Linked DNA regions of Mus musculus: regions 2, 3, 4 and 5 are each linked to region 1. The links are chromatin contacts, called in public Hi-C, HiChIP or PLAC-seq, capture Hi-C and promoter capture Hi-C maps. All regions are on one chromosome and are shown on one strand. The core of a region is the stretch at or near the end of the contact, and the rest is flanking DNA. Distances in the headings are between cores, read along the strand shown. Region 1 holds the start of Cpne3 (copine III). Region 2 holds the start of Ttpa (tocopherol (alpha) transfer protein). Region 3 overlaps 4930480G23Rik (RIKEN cDNA 4930480G23 gene). Region 4 holds the start of Atp6v0d2 (ATPase, H+ transporting, lysosomal V0 subunit D2). Region 5 overlaps Atp6v0d2 (ATPase, H+ transporting, lysosomal V0 subunit D2).

What was found. Promoter capture Hi-C pulls out the DNA fragments that hold promoters and counts their contacts. Hi-C and Micro-C count contacts between places; a contact is called where the count stands out from the background. HiChIP or PLAC-seq counts read pairs in DNA pulled down with a chosen protein or histone mark. Capture Hi-C pulls out chosen DNA fragments and counts their contacts.
Region 2: a Hi-C map of granulocyte-monocyte progenitors shows a contact between it and region 1, with 3 times the contacts expected there. The contact joins the promoter of Ttpa here to the promoter of Cpne3 in region 1. A contact is called at or near these places in 5 of 39 promoter capture datasets (the 3T3-L1 cell line, embryonic stem cells, liver and 1 more), 12 of 484 Hi-C or Micro-C datasets (LSK cells, bone marrow-derived macrophages, embryonic stem cells and 5 more), 9 of 115 datasets of contacts at active chromatin or transcription factors (astrocytes, bone marrow-derived macrophages, embryonic stem cells and 3 more) and 4 of 9 other capture datasets (adipose tissue, embryonic stem cells, liver and 1 more).
Region 3: a contact with region 1 is called in a promoter capture Hi-C map of liver. The contact joins the enhancer-like site here to the promoter of Cpne3 in region 1. A contact is called at or near these places in 2 of 39 promoter capture datasets (cranial neural crest and liver), 1 of 484 Hi-C or Micro-C datasets (bone marrow-derived macrophages), 5 of 115 datasets of contacts at active chromatin or transcription factors (bone marrow-derived macrophages, embryonic forebrain, embryonic hindbrain and 2 more) and 2 of 9 other capture datasets (adipose tissue and macrophages).
Region 4: a capture Hi-C map of macrophages shows a contact between it and region 1, with 5 times the contacts expected there. The contact joins the promoter of Atp6v0d2 here to the promoter of Cpne3 in region 1. A contact is called at or near these places in 12 of 39 promoter capture datasets (the C10 cell line, cranial neural crest, embryonic stem cells and 7 more), 3 of 484 Hi-C or Micro-C datasets (CD4 T cells, CD8 T cells and bone marrow-derived macrophages), 17 of 115 datasets of contacts at active chromatin or transcription factors (the 230-238 cell line, DN3 thymocytes, bone marrow-derived macrophages and 8 more) and 3 of 9 other capture datasets (adipose tissue, liver and macrophages).
Region 5: an H3K4me3 HiChIP or PLAC-seq map of bone marrow-derived macrophages shows a contact between it and region 1, with 4 times the contacts expected there. The contact joins the enhancer-like site here to the promoter of Cpne3 in region 1. A contact is called at or near these places in 10 of 39 promoter capture datasets (the C10 cell line, the HPC-7 cell line, cranial neural crest and 4 more), 14 of 484 Hi-C or Micro-C datasets (B cells, the C10 cell line, the C3H10T1/2 cell line and 10 more), 10 of 115 datasets of contacts at active chromatin or transcription factors (CD8 T cells, astrocytes, bone marrow-derived macrophages and 5 more) and 4 of 9 other capture datasets (adipose tissue, bone marrow-derived macrophages, embryonic stem cells and 1 more).

Annotation. Positions count from the first base shown.
Region 1 is chr4:19,567,533-19,572,424 of GRCm38.p6, forward strand. Cpne3 (copine III) reads right to left here and starts at 2,576. Exons shown (of 16, transcript NM_027769.3): 1 at 2,469-2,576.
Region 2 is chr4:20,005,954-20,010,845 of GRCm38.p6, forward strand. Ttpa (tocopherol (alpha) transfer protein) reads left to right here and starts at 2,376. Exons shown (of 5, transcript NM_015767.4): 1 at 2,376-2,690. The coding sequence starts at 2,487.
Region 3 is chr4:19,974,842-19,979,733 of GRCm38.p6, forward strand. It overlaps 4930480G23Rik (RIKEN cDNA 4930480G23 gene), which reads right to left. Exons shown (of 5, transcript NR_040768.1): 5 at 4,604-4,892. Among named protein-coding and RNA genes, the nearest start is that of 4930480G23Rik, 28 kb to the right of the region's middle. Within about 2 kb of position 2,025, at least 11 of the 459 cell types and tissues checked have an H3K27ac peak or open chromatin away from gene starts, as enhancers often do. A contact at or near this core is called in liver, where this site is marked.
Region 4 is chr4:19,920,027-19,924,918 of GRCm38.p6, forward strand. It overlaps Atp6v0d2 (ATPase, H+ transporting, lysosomal V0 subunit D2), which reads right to left and starts at 2,540. Exons shown (of 8, transcript NM_175406.3): 1 at 2,342-2,540. The coding sequence starts at 2,471.
Region 5 is chr4:19,876,819-19,881,710 of GRCm38.p6, forward strand. It overlaps Atp6v0d2 (ATPase, H+ transporting, lysosomal V0 subunit D2), which reads right to left. Exons shown (of 8, transcript NM_175406.3): 6 at 4,458-4,634; 7 at 3,187-3,261; 8 at 20-1,562. The coding sequence ends at 1,401. Among named protein-coding and RNA genes, the nearest start is that of Atp6v0d2, 43 kb to the right of the region's middle. Within about 2 kb of position 3,028, at least 5 of the 459 cell types and tissues checked have an H3K27ac peak or open chromatin away from gene starts, as enhancers often do. A contact at or near this core is called in bone marrow-derived macrophages, where this site is marked.

The DNA of each region.
Region 1 (4,892 bases), core at 1,326-3,825:
GTTATCAGAATGTTATCAAAATGTGTATATAAGTTCCCTTCTTTATCAGTATGAAACTTAATGTTAAAAAGTTTATGATAAGTGGTCATTTAAGTTCTTTCTTGGCGACTCTTTTAACAAATCTTCTAGAGGTCTTCTACCTGGTTCATTTACACTTTAACCTAGGCAGCAGTATCTACAAAACAAATCAAGAACATTAAAACAAAACAAAACCACTTTAGAAGGAAGTTAGACTGTAACATAAAGGCCTCAGAAAGGACCTAACAGTGTAATGGATTCCTCAAGAGGCTGAGAACTAATGGAAGTGGTATTGATTCTTTCTAAAAGATCCACCAGCAAGATCAAACTTTGACAAAGAATTGTGCCTCATTTTGAATATTTAAAGGTCAAAATGTCATGAAATCATTTTTCACATCCAACATTATCTTTCTTAACTTATCTTTCACCGTTAGTGAAAGAAATTTTTGGAAAAGAGGTAGTTTAACAACTATAAATGGAATCTGAGGACAGCACCAAAAGACAGCAAGAAAGAAAACCCCACGAACCAAGGCATAAGAAGAGATGAGAGAGCACAGAGACAATATGAGCTGAGTGCTTGAGCAGATGCAGGTGCAGAAGAAATGTCACTGTAAAGAATGCTAAGAAATATTTTAATTAATTATTTGTTTATTTCAGTGTTGCAGGACTAAGCCCAAGGTCATCAGCTTGATAGACAAGTTCCCTTACACCAACCACGGTCACCAGCCCCATAAAATATCTTAATTTCCTTTGTTTGTTTGTTTGTTTGTTTTTGGTTTCCAACAGAGTTTCTGTATATAGCACTAGTTGTCCTGGAATTCCCTCTACATATCAGATTGGCCTCAAACTTAGAGACCTACCTGACCCTGCCTCCTGAGTGCTGGAATTAAGGCTTTATTTTATAGATCACTGTTTATAAATGTTCAAGTAAAATTAAAAGAGATGTCCAATTATCAACATGCCTTTGGAGGCAATGAATAATTTTGCTCCCCCAATTCTAGACGTCAGCTTTAGGGGATAGATCAGAGAAGAGATTCTGAAAGACAGTACTTCCTTCCCTTCCTGTGCCAGGCGTGTTTTAATCTAAAAACCAGAAATTCAGTTTTGTCTCATTAAGAGAGCTTCTGCATGGTCCAATCTTGGAGATGAGGCACTAGATTTTCAGGCTCGAGTGGGGTGCATTTTTCAACTCATCAGCCAAAAGGGGCCGCCTTTTAAAAAATATTCTCAAAACAGAGGGGGCAGGGTGAGGGGGAGTGTTGAAAAGCAGATAGATTCTGAGAATCCACTGTTGTCACTACAACTACCATCATCATTTATCTTATCGTTATTTATGTATCAGACACTTCGATGAGTGATCTACAAACATTTTATTTAGCCCTCACCACTCTGACACATCAGTGCTATATCCATTTTACAAATGTAGAAACACACCATAAAGGGTTGGGCATCCCACCCAAAGGTTAGACAGATAACAAAACCTCAGAACATACTTGAAACTAGACAGATAGTCACTGCCTTTCTTGTGAAATAAGATTCACTTACTTTTGTAAATCGTAAAGTATTAAAAAAAAAGTACAGACCACAATCGAAACCTAATGCTACCACTTTCAGAGGTGCCAAGTTTCATAAATTAATTCCAGTTTCCTGAGGAGTGAAAAAGATAATAGTCGCATTTATGCTTGTTGTGAGCTAACTATATATAAAAATGGTCTTAACACAGAGGTTGTGGGTCACTGCAAACCACTGGTTATTTTAATCCTACTTCACCCTCTGATTATTGGCGGCCACAAACACAACAGAAAGAAACAAAAGCTGATCGCAGTCAAGTGCATTAGCGCCAACACTAACGGTCACTATGCTCTCAAGTTTCTGACTGCAAAACAAGTAAGTGGCACTGCCCTTCCTTCGCGTCGCGTGTGCAGTGAGCCCAAAGCCCTGGACACAGGTGCAGGAGCTTGCTAGGACTTCACCCAGGCCCAGCTTTGCACCGAATTCAGTAGCACCTTTTCCCTCAGCACGCAGCCTTTCCTCCACCGTTCCCCCACACGACCGGTTCGTCTGGTTCACCAATCTTTCCCCGCTGAGCGGGACCGAGATTTCGGGGCTGTAACCCTTCGCCCCACCCTGCCCTTCCACTCGAGGCCCGCGGATCCCCGGCAGGGTTCTTCAGGTGCGCGAGCCGCAGGCCCAGGAGGCGCTCGCGGCCCCCAGGCTGACCCCCAGCCCCGGACTTCCACGGGCCGCGGACCCAGCACGCGACACTCGGGAGTCCCCAGAGTGGGCACCGGAAACCCACGGAGCACTTCCAGCGCCCGGGGCCCGGAGGGACGGGCCATGGAAGCCTGAGGGCCCTAAGTCTTCCCGCCCGGGACCGGCCCGCTTCCCGGGAGGCTGCAGGCTTGGGCTGGGACACACGGCTCCGGAGCTGGGAAAAGTCACGCACTCACGTGCTATATCGCCGCAGAAGTCGAGTGAGGGTGGAGAGCCAGCGAGGAGCACCGCAAGGCGGCAGGACCGCAGGGGCTTTACTGGAACCTGAGGGCTGGACCGCGGAGGGGCGGGGCTCGTGGGCGGAGTCCCGGAGCGGAGGGGCGAGGGCGGAGCTTGTGGGCGGGACCAAGGTGAAGTTTTGCTTTTGATAGGGAGCTTGCTGCCCAACCCATTTCAACCCATTTTCACTCCCAGTTTTCTTTGCTGCGCCTCAACCCGCTGACCTTTTAAAGAATTCTTACAAAACCCGTAATTGACTTTAGGCAGTAAAATATCTGATCTGGTCTGGGGGGGAGGGGGGGGGGGCTCGGAAGTGAAGAGCACTTGTTGCTCTTGCAGAGTTCCCGGTTTGTAGCTCACAAACATCTAGCACATTCCAGAGGATCTGGCATTCTCTTCTGATCTCCCCAAGGCAGCAGGCAGGTGTGTGTGTATGTGTGTGTGTGTGTGTGTGTGTGTGTGTGTGTGTGTGTGTACAAACATGCAAGCAAAACATTCATACATGCAAAGCAAAACAAATAAACCTTAAAAAAATAAAGAAAGAAAACAGATCTGGACAAGGAAATAGTGTGAAATGCCAGCTCTTAAGCATCCTTCTGTAGAGCGTACACCTTCCCAGAGTAATTTTACATGCTTATTTTATTTAATATATATTTATTTTATTTGGTCGTCACAAAAGCTTTGTTATGTGTTTAGCGCCACGTGCCTTTTCATAAGAATGGTGCAAGAAAATACTGTGAAATGTGGTAGGTAAACAGTTGTTCAATTTGCCTAAAGTCATCAGATTATGCTAATCTCAAAATGCCTATGGTGATGGGTACTCAAAGTCACATCCTTCTATTGAATGAAAATTTAAAATATCTGCTGGAAAAAAATGGGATAAAAATCAACAAAGACAAACGAACAGTATTACAAAAGTTACTTCACTTACATTGGTGAGGGGAAAAAGGCGGGGGGGGGGGGGGACACTCAATAGAAAGGACTAAAGAATGGAATGTGATATGTAAGCTTCCAGAGGAGAAAGGTCATCTCAGTCTTACCCAGCAGTGAACCCTAGAGCGCCAGTGATGAGCAGCCTGGAAAGACATGCCCTTTGTGCAATAGTGGCAGGAATATCATGGAAATAACTCACCACTTTCTGATTGGATTTAAGTTCCACTCCACTCCACAAAATGAAATCCATACCTGGCACTATTATCGAGGCAAAAACAACAGCTAGGCAGGTCACAGACCCAGGGGAGAATCTACTATAAATATTCTGCTCAATGGACAGAGTATCAAGTCAGCTCCTAATGGCTTTTCGTTAAACTCATAGATTAATGCACCTCTCCGCTCTCATCAGAGCAGCTTCTGTTTGCAGCCGTGGTGAACAGAGTCCCGCAAATGTCCAAGGCACAGAGGGTGAGACTAAGGAAAGCATACCCCTAAATGGGATAGTTGCATCATGCCCCCTCCTTCCAAGACCCAGCAGTGATCATTAAAGAAGACAGAAAGCAAAGAATGTAAGAGCTAGAGTCTTCTGGGCAGTTTTAAATGTGAGCTCACTGCAACTTTGACAGCCTGGAATGACCTGCAAAAGCTCAGGTTGGACAAATTCTCAGCATGGAGAGGGGCAATAGGTATAAAGTCTCACTCTTAGCTGTATATTAGTAATGTAGTAGCAACTGAAAACTGCTGGGAGAAAGTGAGTTTGTTTCCTTCAAGAGATTGCCTCTCGTAGGTCAACCATGCTCACCTTTAGTCTACTTTGGACATAGAAGGATCCAAAATAAGATGTAAATTAGATATGACCTAGTCATATAAAGCAAACATTCAAAATCCTTACAGTGGGAAGAGAAACTGCACTGCTAGCCACCTAACTTATCATTGTCCCTTACCTTTTACTTCCTCTTCCCTAATGGTCATAGATTTCCATCTACTTTTCCAGAGCAAAAATTTGCATGTTTATTTTACTCTACACAAAATGCTGTGTCCCTAACACCCCTCATGACTCGCTTCTTTGGGTATTAACTCAAAAGTTCTGAGTGAAGCCTTCTCTGGCCATTATCCAGGTTAGGATTGCAATGTTTGGCTGAGGTCATAGTTCAGTTATAAAGTACTAAATGCCTAGCACAAACAAGGCTCTGTGTTCAGTACTGGACATTGAAAGGGGGGAAAATTAAAATAGAATTGCAAACATTTACAGAAATACATCTGTAGCCCTTTCTCCTTCACCTTCCTAGCTGGCATTTTGCACCATCTATCAGTACATATACTTAAGTATCTTACAAGTGTTTCTACTTTTCTGATTACTAGAAGGTAGAAGGTATATTATATTTAAAAAAGGGAGGGGGCATGGTGCTGCTAGGTGTGAGTGGAGAAGGCCCACTGTAACTATGAGG
Region 2 (4,892 bases), core at 1,126-3,625, 440 kb after region 1:
CTTTCTTTCTTTCTTTCTTTCTTTCTTTCTTTCTTTCTTTCTTTCTTTCTTTCTTTCTAAACTCTTTATTGGTTATTTTATTTGTTTACATTTCTCTTTTTTATTTTTTATTAGGTATTTTCCTCATTTACATTTCCAATGCTATCCCAAAAGTCCCCCATACCCTTCCCCCCACTCCGCTACCCACCCACTCCCACCTTTTGGACCTGGCGTTCCCTGTACTGGGGCATATAAAGTTTGCAAGTCCAATGGGCCTCTCTTTCCAGTGATGGCCGACTAGGCCATCTTTTGATACATATGCAGCTAGAGTCAAGAGCTCAGGGGTACTGGTTAGTTCATAATGTTGTTCCACCTATAGGGTTGCAGATCCATTTAGCTCCTTGTGTACTTTCTCTATCTCCTCCATTGGGGGCCCTGTGATCCATCCAATAGCTAACTGTGAGCATCCACTTCTGTGTTTGGTAGGCCCCGGCATAGTCTCACAAGAGACAGCTCTATCTGGGTCCTTTCAGCAAAATCTTGCTAGTGTATGCAATGGTGTCAGCATTTGGACGCTGATTATGGGATGGATCCCCGTATATGGCAGTCTCTAGATGGTCCATCCTTTCGTCACAGCTCCAAACTGTCTCTGTAACTCCTTCCATGGGTGTTTTGTTCCCAATTCTAAGAAGGGGCAAAGTGTCCACACTTTGGTTTTCATGTTGATTTGTCAGTTTTATTCCAACAGCTTTCCATCTCTCTAGAAGTATCAGCTAAGGTTTACACTTTCCAGTCCTCAGTTATTCTGGTTCCTGAATGAAAAAAAATTTAAAAAAAAAAACAAAATAAGAAAGAAATAAAATGAAAACGATATGACTGTTCCTAGGTACGGTGGAAGAGAAAATGTATTGTAAATAAAAAGGGAGAGCCCAGCCAGAGGCAGACACATTTAGGAGAGTCAAATGTGGACATGAACCTGAGCGAGGGTGGGGGTGGGGCAGGTGCAGCAGCCTAGAGAGGAAAAGGCTAATAAATAAAGAGGGTGGGGGTGGGGCAGGAGCAGCAGTCTAGAGAGGAAAAGGCTAAAAACTAAAGAGGGAAGGTAACAAACCGGCTGGATTATATAGGGATGAGCTTCTCTGGAAGGACGGCCCACACCCTGGGCTGGAGGGCTGGCAGGGAGACGGTGGGGTGGAGCATACCTGCCATGCCCTCTAACAAGTAGGGACTGAGAGATGCTGGGACAACCTAGGGGACAGCTCCACTTTGATGTATTAAAAGGCACCTAGCTACTTGTCCCAGGGTTTGAGACTTAACAGTTTTCAGATTGGATCCTGGTTATTTAATACTGTTCCCTCTCCTTCCTCAGTATAGAATTCAAAGCTCTCAGCCCGGTAACCAAGCACCCCAGCCAGCTCTCTTTGTGATTCAGGGGTTCACACCACAACACAGCCGCTTGGCCTTGTTCCCTGGTGTTTGCTTAATGTTCTCCTACACCATGGAGGAGATTTACCTCTGCTCCTTTTACTTCCAGCCCACACAAAAATGAAAAACGTCTCCAAGGCAAGAGTTCTGTTTTGAGGATATCCTCAATAATCGGAACATGGTCTCTACCCAAGAGCCACTCCATCAGACATTCTTGCTCTGAGTTCCTTTAAGGCCTCTTTCACTCGCAAAATCAGTGTTTTGTGAACATGCACTGCATATTAAGAGGAGTTAGTTTTGTGGACTTTCTTCTGTTCAGGTGGCAGTTCAAGTGTAGGATAATTTTAATGGAAATGAAGGAAAAAATACTTCCGTGTGTTCATTCAGATTTCGCGGTCATCTCTGTGTATTCTTCAGCAGACATCCTTCAGGTTCCTTAAGTAAGGGTTTTGATTGAGAGACTGGTGGCATCTAAACACATACATCGTTAGTGTTTAAAATGTGACCTCCCCCACCCGCTCTCCTTTCTCTAGTAGAGCCAGATGCCAAGATCTGGAAAGCATTTTCCTGGAGAGAAGCAAGGAGGAGGAGGAGACTGCCAAAGGTGGCTTCCTTGAGTTACATTTTGGAAACTAGTTAGAATGCCAGAGATGGCCTGAGCTCAGCCTTAAGGAAGGGGTCAGGAGGAGGGTTCCTGAGTGTCTGCTACCCAAGCTAATTAAAGAGCCGTTTACAGTGTTCCCTGATTCCAAAACGGACAGAGGGGGAAGGGCAACGAGGAAAGGGTGAGAAAAGTCTCTGGCAGCCTGATTATAAACATCCCAAGTAACTTTTCGACTTCCCGTTCTTTAGGTTCAACACTAGTGACTTTCCTTCCCTGGGACTGGCTGCGGTTACCCTGGTGAGCACCGGAGGGCACCACGTGGGCTTCTTTAAGAGGGCGCCGTGACCCTTGCACCGGCGGGGCACGGGAGATCGGGGCGGCCCGGGTGAGTGTGCGTGGGGCGGCGGCCACGGCGGGGGGCGGAGGGTGGCTCTGGGCCCGCACTTTTCCCCCCTGTCGCCGGGACAGCACGGCGGGCATGGCAGAGATGCGGCCGGGGCCATTGGTTGGGAAACAGCTCAACGAGCTGCCCGACCACTCGCCGCTGCTCCAGCCCGGCCTGGCGGAGCTCAGGCGCCGGGTGCAGGAGGCAGGCGTCCCGCAGACCCCGCAGCCTCTCACAGACGCTTTCCTGCTGCGCTTCCTGCGCGCCCGGGATTTCGATCTGGATCTGGCCTGGCGCGTAAGTGTGCACCGGGGGCGGGCAGAGCTCGGCGACGGCGGAATCCACGCGCGCCGAGCGTGGCAGTGTGACTGCAGGCGCGCCCAGAACCCCGATTTCGCCCCCGCCGATGTTTTGGTCCCCGCCGCCGCGGAGGACATCCCGTGGACTACTAGGGTCCTTGGGAATTAAACAAAGTGGAGATCCCTGACCCCCGGGGTGCTCAGCTGTGTTAACTGAATAGATAACTAGGTGTGGACAGAGGACGACGAAATGGACATCTAAAGGCATCTTGAAAAAGACTATGTTAATAGAGCTAAATGCACAGTTTGGCATGTTTGAAACCCAGGGCAGTACAGATGATTTCTTTTATGTTTCAGGTATTCACAACACACTGGCCTTGGGGCCAAGAGAGATGGGGCCTTGGGGTCAGGGAGATGCGACCTTGACTTTGTCCCTCTTGGGGTCAGCACCCTTATCTGTTCAGTAACTGTGAGGACATGACAGTAGTTTCGAGAATTGCACATTAACCTGGAATGCTAGAACAAGATGTGCCAAACCCTGTGCTTGGCACGGAGAAAGTAGTCAGTGATCAGCAGGCTGCGGATTTCCAACATGCCCTGGGTTTATGAAACTAATTTTATTGGATAAGCACCAAGTATGGCAAAAAACACCACAAACAATACAAAACAGGAAAAACTTCAAAGGAATTTCCTAAAAGAAAAGAATTTCCCAACACAAACTCTAGTTAGACCTTGAGGACCCAGAAGTATGGCATTACCTGTTACTTCAAGCCTGTGTAACAATGCTCACGCAAACAGGCGCTTGTGAGTTTATTTTTTCCTTTGGCTTTTCTCAACTGCATGCTGTTATAGAATCAGGTCATGTGAACATGTGCTCACACCTACTACTCTTTTGGGGATATCTAGTCAGTTTTTTGTTTGTGGCTGTAGAGATTGTTACTGGGCGGGTGCTGTTAGGCCCTATGCTGATCGTTCATCCCTACATTCAGTGATGGGGGACCCCAGCGCTGCCATGTTCACTGTTCACCTCTTCATTTCATTTGGAGTTTCTCCTTCTTTTTCTTTCTTTTTCTTTTCTTTTCTTTTTAATATCCGCACACTGCCTAGCAGTATACAAATGCCATCAACAGGTGAGTATTTTCTTCTCTCCCTGACTGCATCTAAGTTGGTCTTTGTCTGTACACATAAATTGGAACATATCCTTATTGAACAAATCCATCAGTCGCTGAAGCACGACGCAGATATGTTTACTGTTGAGGAGCACACCACCTTTGCAGGGAGTTTTCAGTGTTTGCTACTCTGATGAAATGCACACTGCATAGTGACGTCTTTTTCTCTCTATTGTTATGTACACTGTCTTACCAAATAAGATGTATGCCTGCTAGACGAGGAATAGTTTTGCATTTTCATTATTATATACATTAATTTTCTTATAAATGTGGTTAACCATATTTTAAATATCTAAAACTAATTTTCCATTTATCTTTTTTTTGTGTTTGCCACTTGTTTTTTCTTCAAAAATACCTATCTACATCAAAGAAATTAGGTCTTTGTCCTACATTTTAGTCTACCTTGTATTTAAACCATTTCCTTTCTGAAAGAATCAGTGTTTATTAATTATTATTATTGTTATTAATATACTAAACTTATTGACTGTTTTTTGCTCTTGGGTTTGATTTGTGTTTTGGTTTCAGCACTGTATCACAAGGAGGCCAGCAGGTTCTGTGTCTTTGTCAAGACTAACTCTTGTCATATGTGACACAGCCATGAGGCTGGTGAAATGGGATTTCTTCATCCATTCATTGTTTCTTATTTTTCTTTCTGTAGAGCGTCATGATCTTAGACAAATGCTGCAACTCTTGAGGTGTTTTGCCTTTCATGGGGCCAGCATTTTTCTTTTGTGGAATTGAACCCAAGTTTTGCAAGATAAATACTCACTGTTCTACTAAATCACACCCCAATCCTTTGTGTTGGGGTACTGTAAAATTCTCCCTCCCTCCCTTGGTCTTGGATGCCTTTTAAAACAGTTACGACTAAGCAGATGGAGCTGTAGAAACCGTGGCCTCTGTGAGAATATGTGTGTTTCCTGTTTTCTTTTGCTGAATGGTTCTCATTGCATAGACCCCTTGATGGATTGCCTAGCAGGACCGTGTCCATTGGACAGAACCCAAGTTTCTGTTTGTGACCTCTCTGACTTGTC
Region 3 (4,892 bases), core at 775-3,274, 410 kb after region 1:
AGACACTATTGCTGATGCCAATAACACTCAGAGTATCTGGAGAGTCCTAACACCTGCTGTTTCCTTTCCAGAATCCCTGGGTCACTTTCTGAGTACTCCTTGGTCTTTCAGTAGATTCAGTATCATCTAAAGGACTTCTGTAGTCATAGCAACACTGAGGGACACTTGGTCCACAGTTCTGGTGTCTTATCTTTCCTTTGCATTATTGTCCCAAATGCAGAGGTGTTACATGCTTTCTGAAGTTCCTAATCCTGAATTGCTGCCCAGTATTCAAACACAAAACAAAACAACACCAACAACAAAGCTCAAAAAACAAAACAAAACCACCATCATCACCACCAACAACAAAAAACCCCCAAACAAGAAAACCAAACCAAAACTCAAACATCATTTGTCATATTGATCACCATTTGGCAATGCTCAGAATCACATTCACAAATAGTAAGTTGACACTGTGACCATATATTCATAAGCCTCTCTTTTTTACATCAGTTTATAAAAACACCAATAGACAATAAATTTACATTCTTGGATTCTCTAAAGTTTAAAGGTTTTAGTGTAAGTGTTCATAGATAGGTATAATAAACTCTATCTAAACTTGATTAGATATATATATTCTCTTTATAGTTTTCAAAACTAGTAATGGAAATTGCTGAGATTTATGTTAGTTTAAATACTTTTAAAAAACTATTTAAATTTAAAATGACTATTAAGACGTATGTCCCACACAAACTAATAGAAACCAATATTTGTAACCCTGTAGTAGTCCAGTTTTTGACACCTTACAAAAGTACTTGTTATGTTTCATGAATAAAATAGTTGAATCAAAATACTATTATAACCATGATAGATTGCCAGCTACATGATGCAAAGCTTATCATATTCATATAAGTTCATATTAATGTCCCATATCTCTAGATTTCCTTGTTTGGAAATCCCAATTGCAACACATATTACTTAAAATTTTAAATGCTGGCAAAGCTCCTCCCACCCTATAATATTCCCTGGAGGTGTCATCTTCCTTTGGTCAATCCAGGCAGTACTTACTGCTGTAGTTACTGCAGCAGATGTACCTACTGCTGGCCTCAGATATTCTGCTTAGGAGTCCCCTGAAGAGATATTTTACACTGGGCTTTCTCCATAGTCACAGTCCTATACTACTCATGTTGACACAGCTTGGCCAGCTCTAGCAGGAAGATGCCTCTTGACATACTCTGTAAGGTCGTTCTCACAGGGACTTCAGGCTTTAATTGACCTTTAAATACTTAGTGATATGAGCAATAAGCTTTTGAGAATGCAGACCTCAGTATTCAGGTATGATCACCTCCCCTGGGAAAGCCTGCATATCCTTGTTGGAATACTTGAATTCACAGTACTGAACAATTTAGATCGGCTCTGCTTAATTCCGTGAAAGTATTGGTTTCATAATGCCTCTGTTGGCAATCCTGTTAATAATCTCTCTTTTGACCAACTTTAATTTGATGTTCTACAAGTAGCATGCCATTGTTTCTTTGTTATAGCTTTTGCAAGCTTCTTAAAGGTAAGTGAATATAAAATGATATACAGTGAATTTTTGAAACATCGAAAAGACTCAGTTCCATTTTATGCGGTATAAATTTACAAAAAGGCTCTTTTGAAAGATGGTTTAAACTTCGGTGAAAGGACAGAAGTTAATTTTCATAACTTCTCTCCAGAGCTGACTGAAAGGGCAAGGCTGAGTAAACACATGCTGGAGTTGGTCTTTGGACATTTACACCACCAGGAAGTGTCTGAAAGGCCACAGCTGAATCAACAGACTGCAGCTGTCATGTTTGTCCCCAAAACTGTGCAAGACACTTTTCCTATTTCTAAAATATGACAGTAAATGACTTTCATGTAAGAGAAAAAGCTATCATTATGCTATTGTTGTTTGTTTGCTTGCTTTTTAGACAGGTTCTGAGTGTATAACCCAGCCTGTCTTCAAACAATCCTCCTTTCTTGGCATGCTGAGTGCCACTGTACCTGACAATAGTCATTTATGTCCTGAATAAGCTCTTTTAGTTTGATATTACAAAATAAAGTTCCAGAAAGTATGGCACAGTGCCTAGCACAGAGCTGATACTTTACAAATATTTGTAAAATAAATTAATGATCACTACCGTCATTTAATGTTTCATTTGTTGTGTGATCAGTAATTGAGAAACTTCAGTTTCTCTAAATTAGACTGCCAGCTTATAACACGCGTGGCAAATAAAGTTCTCAGTACCCTCCTTGGCACATAGTAGGTCTGCCCATGTACTTTAAGTGTAAAACTCTGGTTGAAATTTCAGCGGGCCTTGAGCTACATGACTCTCCTCTGCTCTGTTGTGCAGTGGTATTGAGCTGTACTGAAAATGGTTTCTAAAAACATTACATTGATTGAACATAGGCTCTGAAGGTTAGGAACTCATAATGTATATGATTTATAATGACTATAATGTAGTAACTTAAATAATGGGCCCATGTTATGAATAACTATTTCCAAGAAATTTTGGTATTTCCTTCTATCTGTTGTGATTAAAAAATGCTTGTTGATACCTTTGACGAAGTTTTAGGGCAATTTGTATCTCAACAGTTCCCCTAAATTCAACTATATGTATCTAACACCTTATAAAACATATGTATGTTCCTGTGTGAACTGTACTGAGGCGAATGAACTGTATATTAAGAGATATGGACATGACAGGTTACTCTTTAATCACTTCTTTAACTCCTCACTGAGCATAGGAATTTCCAGATCTCAGCTAAGTAGATTTCAGAAAACATAATTTTTATTTTTATGTTTAATTAATTTTTCAAAACAGAATTTCTTTCTGTAGCCCTAGCTGTCATGGAACTCACTTTGCAGACCAGATGGGCCTCAAACTCAGATTAACCGGCCTCTGCCTCTTGAGTGCCAGGATTAAAAGTATGCAACACCAGTGCCCTGCCTAACATTTACTTCTATTAAATATAAAATATTTGGGAAAATATATGATAAAATATATTGTTCAAAGTGCCATAGTATCCCTTTGGTCCACATTCATTCCTCCACAGTATTCTAATCCTATAGGCGTGGATTTTGCAGGTGAGGGAACTAAACTAGATTATAACATAGTTGAAAGTTCTCAAATTTAGTTTATTTTTAATATCTGGTGTAAAATAAGTTAATGATCACTACAGATGTTTAGTGTTTCATTTGTTGTATAATCAATAATTAAGAAGTTTGACTTACCCTAAATTAGACTGCCAATCTGTAACACACATGACAGATATATTTTTAAAATTCATATATCTAGCCTTATTCCACAGATATCTGAATGAGGCTGAAAATCTCCGTCTTTAACAAAACACCAGGTAAATTATTTTAATATTTGGTGATGATTGGGAAATATTATTATTAATATTATTTTTTTCTTTTCCATTTTTTATTAGGTATTTAGCTCATTTACATTTCCAATGCTATACCAAAAGTCCCCCATACCCACTCACCCCCACTCCCCTACCCACCCACTCCCCCTTTTTGACCCTGGCGTTCCCCTGTACTGGGGCATATAAAGTTTGCGTGTCCAATGGGCCTCTCTTTGCAGTGATGGCCGACTAAGCCATCTTTTGATACATATGCAGCTAGAGTCAAGAGCTCCGGGGTACTGGTTAGTTCATAATGTTGTTCCACCTATAGGGTTGCAGATCCCTTTAGCTCCTTGGGTACTTTCTCTAGCTCCTCCATTGGGAGCCCTGTGAATATTATTTTTTAAGTTAAAAAAAAGCTGGACAAATTCTCTTGAACTGATTAGAAATTATCTGGTCTTGCAAAATTTAGCTCAGATCTGAAACTCAATAGCAAGCTACAGAACTTCCATTGTTACCCATCCTGACAACGTTGAAAAGAAAGGCTTAGCTCCAGGACTAGAGAGATGGCTTAGCAGCTAAGAGTGTTTACTGTTCTTGCAGAGGATGCAGGTCTACTTCCCACTACTGACTTGGTGGTGCACAACTATCTATATTTTCTGTTCCACAGGACTAATGCCATCTTCTGGTCTCCAAAGGTGCTAGGCACAGAGATGGCACACAGTTGCGGGCAAGCATTTGTATATATAAAATAATAATAAAAAAAAACATTGAAACAAGAGTTAGTCTGATCCATGGGTCAGATCATGATGCTATGACTCCTAAATAGAAGAACAACAGAGGGGTACAAGTAAACAGGTCTAATATTATAATGTAAGAGCAGACTAGGAAGTGAACAGAATCCACAGTACAGAGGAAGTTGGTTTTAACAAACTTAACATGTAATCCACAGCTAGCTCTATCATCCTTTTATGTTCCAGATAGAAGAAAAAGGATGACACAGTTCTTTCAAATGTCTTAAATCTTTATTTGCATATAAAGGTTTTTTCCTTGAAATTTAACTACATTCAGATTTTTATCATGCACAACTCAGTAAATTTCAGAAACACAGACATTTGAATTTTGGTATGCATTTCTCTCCAATTAATATTGCTGAAAGCATAATGTTTTGTGTAGTGAGCACTACCAATGTGACATAGTGAATGGGCAAAGAATTTATTTTCACGACATACATAAACTATTCTTACAATGTGTGGCAAGTTAGAGTCACTTTTACTTAATGCCTTTCTAATGTCTTCATACCCAGATGCCCCTACTTTTGGGTCACCCTTTAATTCTGCTATCCTTATGGATAATTTCCAAGTCACTGTTGTTCTGTGGAGCATCAAGATGAATCATTTGTTAAAGCAGTCCACAAAGGAATTGCGCTTCATCAATCCTGACTTCCAAGTTGTCATTGCAACAAGTAAACTTACCTTATTTTGATATTTGGTTTCTTGATAAACTGATGGACATCATCAGCTCCTATCCTTCTTCCCCATGAC
Region 4 (4,892 bases), core at 1,290-3,789, 350 kb after region 1:
CTTGGATCCCATGTTCTCTTTTGACCTCTAAGGACACCTACATACATGTGGCATACACTCATGTATACAAATGTACACACACACACACACACATGTACATGCCAGTGGTGGCATGTGCCTTTAAACCCAGCACTTGGGAGGCAGAGACAGGCAGGTGAGAGCTTCAGAACAGCCAGGGCTACACAGAGAAACACTGTCTCAAAAAAAGTTATTTTAAGTTTTCTTATTTGAATTTTTCAGCATCTATGATAACTCAAATGTGGTTTACTGAGTTTTGATTGTCAGTATTTCTGGGTATCTTCAGGTATGGTTGGAGGCAATCCCTATAAGCTATCATGAGATTCTCTTGGGTCAGCCTGTCCTTCTGAGTTCTGAGTCTGTGCATAGATATCTGGAAACTTAATAATCAAAAACGATACATACTGAAAAGAAAGAGAGAAAATCAGAAGGTGTAATTATTATAAAGCAATGATGCACGCAGCAGGGTTTCTTAACTAGGATTCAGGGATGCTGTTAGGTGGTCAACGGCCCCTTAGCATTGTTTGGGAAATTATGTTTGGGGGACATGTACAGAAGCATCCTGAGGTCTCCAAAAGGGTCAGAATTTTTTCTTGACATTAAAGATACTAAATTCAGCTAGGTAACTATTCTGGGCCAGATACACACTATATAAACTTCCTTCTTCCCTTTTACTTTCAAATGAATCTTTTGGTTAAAATTCCCCATGGCAAAAAGTCTTGTAGCTACAAAAAAAAAAAAAAAAAAGACAAAAACCATTTTAAATTATGTGTATATGTATGTAAGGGAGTGGTTATCTGCATGTGAGTGCAGGTGCTTTGGGGGCATCAGATGGCCCTGGCGATATTAGATGGCTGTGAGGGGTCCAGTGGGGATGCTGTGAACTGAATCCAGGTTCCCTGTCAGAGCGGAACGTACTCTTAACCACTGAGCCACCTCGCTGGTCCTGGTGGTAACTCTGAAGTCTTGATTTGTATCCTCTTTGCATTTTCTGCCCTAGAATTGACTTTGATGCAACTTCTTTGATTCTCTCTGAATCCTTGTATGAGCAGCATGTGTTTGCTGTCACAAAGACATCTTAATGGTTGCTTGGGTTTAAATTAGCATTTTTATTGCTTGTAGAGGCTTCACTCAAAACTGTAAAACATTTATCCAAACAGCTGACTTCTCTCTGAGTAAGTATTCTGCCATGTGTTAAGGTTCCTGTTTTCCCCTTCTTTAATTTATACATGCATTTCTATAAGTAATTAACATTTCCTCGTCACCAAACTCCCAACTGAGGATGCTGTATTTGGAATTATGTATCATTGTTTGTAGTCAATAGAATTCTCATCTCAAAGATCTATCTATACAAAAAAAAAAAAATCAAGGGCAAAGCAAGGTTAATCTCACCTTGGGCATTTAACTCTGGCTGTAACTATTCGCAACTATACAAGAGTGACCCCAGTTCCTCTCAACCTTACGAGGAAGCCAGGAAAGTCACTGTCAGATTTTTTTAAACATGATTTGTTCCCCTCCACATCTACTAATTAATTCCTTTTCTAAACGTTTTTTTCCCTTAGTGCTTACTTACATCTTCTAGAATAATCTAGACATCTCTCAAAATGAATAAACAAAGATGTTTTTATTAATAAAATGATTGCTGATGTATATTCTTGGTTAACGTTTGAGAAAAATGTCAATTAAGGGAAATTATCATTTATTGAGTGCTTCACTGTTCTTCCTTTAGTAACTGAATAGGAATTATTACCAGGTGCCTATGGGAGGACTTTCGAGGCTCAGAGCCTAGAAAAAACCAGGTCACTAACTTAGAAGTCAAGGTCAGGATTTTAACACATGGTAGATCCACCACACTTCTGGCTTTTCCTTTCCTCTTGCCCTTCAGCTAAAGGAAAATCTCAAACAAATTCTCCAATCATTACTGAAAAACTGGAGCTAGACAAAAATCTCTCCAAGCCAAACATATTATCTGTTTCTTTTTTTTCTACATAGACTCTAGGTAGGCTGGTGAAGGTTCTTGCTAAATAGTGTTTGTAATTATGTGGATAAAAATAGATGTGACAAAGGAAACACAGTACTTTAAAGTATAATTAAATACCTTAGATTGGAAGGAAATATTAAATCGCATGTAGACAATATGGGAAACAGAGATATTTTACTTCTCACCACCAAGGTCCCTAAACCACAGGCCCCTGGGCAGCTGAACTCTAGGACCAAGAACCTCTTCAGGACTTCTGCCCAGGAGATCAAAGCCCCTTTCCCTTCTTTCCCCAGAGCAACATGTTTGTTCATTTGCTTTAATGGGATGAGGTGAGTGGCTTACCTTCCAAGGTCTCACACTGCACTAGGTTGACATAGTCCTGCTGAGTTAGGAGGCTGGCTTTGCATCCTCGAACCAGGCCCTCCAGGTAGCCATGGTCCACATTGAAGTACAGCTCTGCAGTCTCAAGCATACTGCTCAGGCTGAAGTGGCTCCGAGTCCTGGATAGCAACTGAACACTGGCCCTGGTCCGGGAAAGTGTGGGTGTTGTGGTCGCTCAGCTGATAGTCAGGGTGCTTCTGACTAGTTTGCTCCAGTTTCAGAGGCAGTCAACACAGTGCCTGGGTCTTGTTTTTACAACAACAGTGAGTCAGTCCAATGGTTTGAGTGCACTGGAGAGAATTTGCTGTCAGGAGGAGAGGTGAGAGGAGGGGTCCTGGCATCTCTTCCCTTGCACAGTCCAAGGTCATGCCCAGTTTTGCCAGTGACACCAGGTTGTTGTAAATATACCTTTTCCACATTAGTACATTAATTATAAATTATATTTATTTCATTCTGGGGGCACTGTTAATATGAACAAATGTTTCTTAGTTTTTGAGACAGAGGGTTTTTTTTCTGTTTGGGAGCAGCCTTGGCTGTCTGGAAACTCACTTTATGAACCAGGCTGGCCTGGAACTCTCAGAAATCCACCTGCCTCAGCCTTCAAATGGTGGAATTAAAGGCATGAGCCACATTGGCCAGCCTAAAACTTTCCTTTTTAAAATACTGAAAAATGCTGGGTGTGATGGTTCACGCCTTTAACACATAGCCATTGAGAGAAGATACTCGGAAGACTTGCCATGAGTTTGAGGACAGCTTTGGTTACAGAGTGAAACTCCTGTATCAAAAAGTAAAATAATCAGGAAGCATTAAAAAAGAAAACAGCAACTACAAATATTTCTAAAAGAGGAGATAATTTTGTAATATAGTGTATTTCTGTTAAACAAATTAGCAATGTCTTGACATTGCCAAGGGCTGCCAGCTATCTCTTAAACAGTCTATACTCGGAGCCTCTACCTTTGTGCATTTCGGCGGATGATTATGCTCTCTTTATTCTCCTTTTTGCCTGTGGTTACTTTGAGACAGATGCTATGACTCCCCACGTCACAGATAAGAAGTCAGAGTTCCAAAGCTGTGAGGCAGCTCAGAAGGCACAGCTGGCAGCGCTGCAGATGTTAATGCAGTGGGCACTTAACTGCTGAGTTTTATACTCCAAAAAGGTTGCTGTTCTTCCCATAAACTTAGCTCACAGACTATCAGATGTCTTCCGCATGACTTTCTGGGGCAGGATTTCCTATGTGTTCTGTCAAGTGATCACATAGAGTTAAGGCGTCAGAGCTTCTCTGGGCTCCCTCAGTATTTCCAAACTGACAAGGAGTAGAAAAGTTCCAATCTGTGTAAATTCTCCTGTAGTTGTTTTGTTTAAAAAAACAAACAAACAAACAAAAAACCAAAACAGAGAATCAAACTCTTAGCTTTGCTCAGCGCCTATATCTGAATATCTGTAATTGACCAGAGACCAAGGTTCTTATTGTATTGCCACAGTCAGCTCTCCTACAGTTCCGCCATCTGTAAACATCCTGAATATGCTTTATCATGAATCATTCATATGAGCTTATTTGTCATTTTTGTAGGTCTAATTTGGCTGCATGTTGTCATTTTATATAGTTAAAAATGGATGGAAATTTACATATAATGTATGACAACAAAGTTTTTATCATTTTCTTATGTTTCCCTATTATTACTTTCCTTGATGTTATATCTATTTTATTTGGATGTTTTCTTTCCCTTTTTATTCCCTTTATTGTGCTACATATTGAACCAGGCCCTGGAACAGTCTTACTTAGCAAACTGTAGCAATGAGCTACCCTGTCACCTGACAGGGAAACATTCCATCTGTCAGTGTGCTCCCAGGAAGTTCTTCTTGGCCGGCCATGATAGGAGTACTTATCCCATGAAAACAGGCAAAATGGACCTTTTTGTCCTTGAATTTAAAAACTTTTAAAAAGGGGCTTATATATGTTTATTCATGTTCATATGAATACACCTATGTATGTATGTATGTATGTATGTATGTATGTATGTATGTATGTATGCTGAGTGCGTGCAGGTGCCTGCATAGTTCAGGAGAGACATCAGATTCCTTAGAGCTAGAATTACAGGCAGTTGCAAGCCACCTGACAGGGATGCAGGGAACTTAGTTGTAGTCCTCTGCTAGAGCAGAAAATGTTCTTAACTTCTGAGCCTCCTCTCCATTCATAGTATTTCAAAGCTTTCATCTGGATCAGCAAACAAAACAAAACTAAATGTTCATATTCTGTAGAACAAACGAAGTTCAGCCACATGATGCTATTGTTCCACTTTTATTTCAAGCATGCACTAACTATAATCATCACATTATACATGAGTACCCCAGAACTTATTTGCCTTATGACCAAAAATGTATCGTCCATGATCACCATCTCCATAGCCCTCCAATCCCCCATTCCTGGTTGTTCTACCCCCCTTATTTCTGAAACTTCAGCTTTTCAGATGCTACATGTAAGTAAGATCAAACAGTATTTGTGTTCTCAGT
Region 5 (4,892 bases), core at 1,778-4,277, 310 kb after region 1:
CACAGAAAACAACTCTAAAGGCAATCCCAAAATCAAGTTTATTGTAGCAATGGCAGTATCAGTTTTCTGTATTAGTTACTTTGTTGTGTTGCTGCCACAAAATACCTGAAACAACAGTTTAGAAAGGGAAGGGTTTCTTTTGGGTCAGGGTTTGAGAGGACAGTCTAAGGTGGTTGAGAAGGTGTGTTGGTCTGGGCAGGAGGCAGCTGGGTAAATTGCATCTGCAGTCAAGGAGTAGGCACTTGGCTTTCTTCTTAGTTCAACAAAACATTATTTTTGTTATATTTATAAATGATTATTCTACATAAAAATGTTGTGCTCCTTAGTTTATGCATACTATTCTACATAGCATGTGTATATAGAGAGTGTATAGTAAAATTAGTTCACATTATTTCTGTGCCCTTCTTTAAAATTCTTTTGTAAGTGTGTGTAGTGGTGGGGTGCATAAGTAAAGATTAAAGGATTAAAGATGATCTTGTAGTTTTGCAGTTCCCTCCTTCCATATGTGAGATTCCAGGAATCGAACTCATGGAGTTGACTTCAAGCTCTTACCTGCTGAGTCATCATGTTGACTGCACAGATTTAATTTGTGAAGCAGAGCAAGCATAGACTATATTTAAGAAAAATTTCCTATTTAAAGAAAAGATTGGAGACACATTTTGCTATTTTTCTTTTTCTGAGCAACCTCTGCATTGTTTCAACTTTATGTAGCAACCATGCTGTATCTACATCTTCTGAAGGAATAAAGTACAATTAGTTGGATTTTCTGGAATAAAGTATGACAGAACCACTGGTATACATATCGATATAAGTTATTCATCCTTCTGTCTGTCTGTCTGTCTGTCTCTCTCTCTCTCTCTCTGTCTCTATGTGTGCGTTGATAATCTAATTTAGTAATAAATTTAACAATGCTTGCATTTGGGGAATCTATCTTTCTCAAAAGTCTTGGGGGAAAGGAAGGGAACGTGTCTTCACCAAGCATGGTGTATGTTAGCTACCCACAGCTTTGCATTTTCGTGAATGCATGGAAGGACCAAACACGTAAAAGGCAAAGCAGTGTTTGAGCTTGGGGAGAAGAACGGAAAAGAACTCGTGAAGAACCTGATTACGTATGATTTTAGTCTGACCAAATGAGAATACAAAAAGTGCCACAGGGTCAATGAAAATGAACGTATGAGGCCAGTGAGCAGGAAGTCATAAATGTGAAAAAACGACTGGGGCTTGTTGGAAACAAGAAAGGCATATTTTGTTTCAAGTTCTGTTTACTGGGCTTCCAGTGGACATGTAGTTTATGGAAAGGTGGTATGACTTACTTTTATATAATCTAGATAATGTGACACAATCCCCCTTCCTTTCCTCAATAACTTCATGGCAACATGTATGATCTTCTGTACACTGGCTTATAAAATTGGAATGTAGCTGTTGATTTTAGTTCGATGCCTCTGTGAGATGCATTCTGCTATCCACACGATATTTCTCATCTCTTGCTCCTTCAACTTTACATACGCATAAAACACACCATAATGGAATTGCCTGTTGAATGCCAGCACATTCATCTGTACCTAAGGAAGGAAAAAGATGACAAGGACCATCAGTTTGTTTAAAACATACTACATTTATGAAGTAATAGACAAGCTAGAAATGGCTTCTGCTACAGTGGTGCCTATTTGTTCTTAATTAGTGGGCCAGTTGGACCAATAGTGGGATCAGAGGCAACTCAGCACATCTTAAGGAAGGGTCACATGGACAAATGTAGAAAAGTACCAAAGCTTATGGGCTCACACAGTAGGCTTCACATCCTAGTGCTATTAGAAGAAGGGTGTGTTTGGGGAATATATGTTTAAATTTCCACTATTATTTCTCTGGCTTTCAGTTGGTGGCCTAGCCTCATTGGCCACCTTCTTGGCTACAACTTCCAAAAATTTTGAGCAGGTATTTAAGGCTGTCTACGTCTCAGAGAAATGCAACAGTGCACTGGAATCCAGACTGACATGTGAGCCTTTTATAGTGCTCTAGAGCTACAAGCCATGAAGTTATATTGCTTTGTTCTTCAAAAGTAAGTAAGCAAAAGAAAATGAAATTCCTTATTTAACGGGTCTTTCACTTTGTTCCATTTTGACTTTAGGGTGGAAAAGAAGCACAGAGGGCACACAGTCCACCATGCTGTAAAGAAGAGGTGTGCAGCCAGCCCACTATGCTGGGCAGGAGAGGCACACAGTCCACCATGCTGCAAAGAAGAGGTGTGCAGCCATCCCACTATGCTGGGCAGGAGAGGTGCAGAGCTCTCTTGCTCCTCTGTACACCTTAAGCGACAGAGTCAGGAGTGCAGGCTGACTCTGTAGACACTCATGTTTCTTGCAAAGAGCAGCTTTATTGACCGACCGTTTGTTGTGCTGCTACAGCCTGTGTAGTTTGTAAAGATCCCTAATATGTTGGATTCTTTGCCTTGCTTCCACTCCTTTGTATGGAAGCAGGCTGTTGAAAAATGCCTAATGTCTGGGAACAAAGTTCCCCGAGGCTGCAAGTGGTGATATCCCAACACTGATCACTCGTTCTTTATTAACTTCAACCAGATAGCCGGGGGGAGGGAGGGTAGGAGTGCGGGATGGCTTCAGTCAAGTGAATATACTAGAAAATTTATCTAGAATTGTAGAAACAAACTTGATTAGGAAGAATAAATTTTTTCTTCATTAAACAGTACAGTAGCCAAGGACTTGATAATGATTGATTAAGTAATCTGCACACTTTTTTTAGGGAAAGGGACTAATCTAGGCTCTGGGTCTCCATATGAATAATTCCCATGTGGATACTGTTATACTTGCATTTTAACTATGAAAAAAAAAAGTTCTTGCAGATTATGTGAATTAGGGAGTGAGGGGAACCAAACTGAGAAAAGTCAGCTTCTGTGAGGATGCCCGGTTTTCCTTTTCTACTTCACTAACTATGCAAAAGTCACTTCTATAGCTCCCACTAAACACACACTCTTCACAGGACAACTTCTGTGAAACTATATGCAGCCGCAGGGCTCTGGCACTATAAGGAAGTGAAAATATACAATGTTTATGGAAAAGCACGAACTGTCCTGATGAAATAGAAGAAATTTCAAGTGAGGAAATATTTAAAGTCCATGATAACAATAACAACGACAAGAGCACATAAATGCTAACATTTCCATTTCCACCGTACCTCTCTCTCATAGAAAACGTCTTCCAGTGTCTTCCCCCCACTGCCACCGACAGCGTCAAACAAAGGCTTGTAAACCTTAAAAACAAAGACAAGAGTTTAAATGTAAGGGATTTTTCAGTTTTTACAAATGCATATAAATATATCTTCTTAGCAATAGAGTTATTGTTAGTGTGTGTGTGTGTGTGTGTGTGTGTGTGTGTGTGTGTGTGTGTGATTTAAAGAACATTTGTAACTGAAGGACTGAGTGTTTTTGATCAGGCCTTTGACTTGCTGACATGCCCTCATCCTGTAAAATATCCAAACAACCCAAGAGATGGTAGAAATTCTCCCTTTCTCCCTTATTCAAGGCTACAAGTGCAGGGCAAAAGCTACATTTTTTTTTCCTCATTGTACATTGACATTTCCACACATAAATGCATCAGACTCACTGAACTCTTACAGTTTGACCAGTATAGGTTTGCAAGCTCCTTGAGACGACAACTGATACACCTCAAGGAAATGTCAAGTGTAGAAGGTGTGGAAACCAGCGAGAAGCCTAAATCTTAACATTGTAGTAAAGAGTTGCCCTCCATTACATTAAGAAGGTTTATGTATGCTATTTGCTGAATTTCTCCTGGAAGGACTCAGAAACCTATAAGGAAACACCAGTGTCTTCTTAAGCTGAGGATGTGAACTGTAGGTCATATGTATGACTACCCACAAGGCCGAGGAGGTGGGTCCTGGGTGAGACGCATACCATCTGTGGAGAGCCCCATGCTGTCTGAGAGTCCTGAATGCAGAAGGGAGAGCAAACGAATGGTTCTGTTCATCTGCCAGCTTCTGCCATTAAGCAAAGGGGTTGGGAGAAGCCACACACATCCCATGTTCTCTTTTAGTTCCTGTAGTTATTCTGTCCTGACTCTTGTTTCCCCAGAGGGTACTTGGAAGGCACTCTGGGGTCAGGCTCTTTTATATAGTTTTGACATGAACTCCCACTTCCAGAAGCTTGCCTCAGCCTCTTGGGGAACTTGCTTTAAAAGGTACTTCAAGAAGTGCTCAGATAACCACTCCTGGGAGATTTAAACAAGGGCTTTCTTGGCAGGATTCTTAAAAGACACCAGCTTGGACTGGAAATTTGAAGTGTTTCTCTGGGAGGCATAATTACTGCAAGAGGCTCTGCTTGCTGCCATCTGGGTATAACTTTGGATGATGTGTCTAAATGGATGTGTGAGCTTCTAAAGGGCCTGTGCTGAAGTAATGCAAGGCACTCGGGTGCTGGTGAAGTCACTTACTCCATAATTATCTGCCACTCTCTTCATCTGCTCAAAGTCTTCAGCTTGAGCTAACAACCGCAACCCCTCTGGATAGAGCCTGCCGCAGGTGGGGAAGAGGGTCTCCCTGTCTTCTTTGCTTAGTTCAGTGCCAAATGAGTTCAGAGTGATGATTAAAGCGCGTCTGTCGGCCTCAAACTGCAGGCAAAAGACATAAGGCAGCAAATATAATCATCAATTACACCCCAAGCTACATGCAGAATTGCATTTCTGAAGTGAAGTCCGTGTCTAATTACAAAGTAGGCATGTGTTACTAGGGTTCCTTTAGCCTCCTCTTTTTTTTTTTTTTTTGTTAGATATTTTCTTTATTTAAATTTCAAATGTTATCCCTTTTCCTGGTTTCCCCTCTGAAAACCCCCTATCCCCTCCCCAATCCCCCTGTTCAACAACCCACTC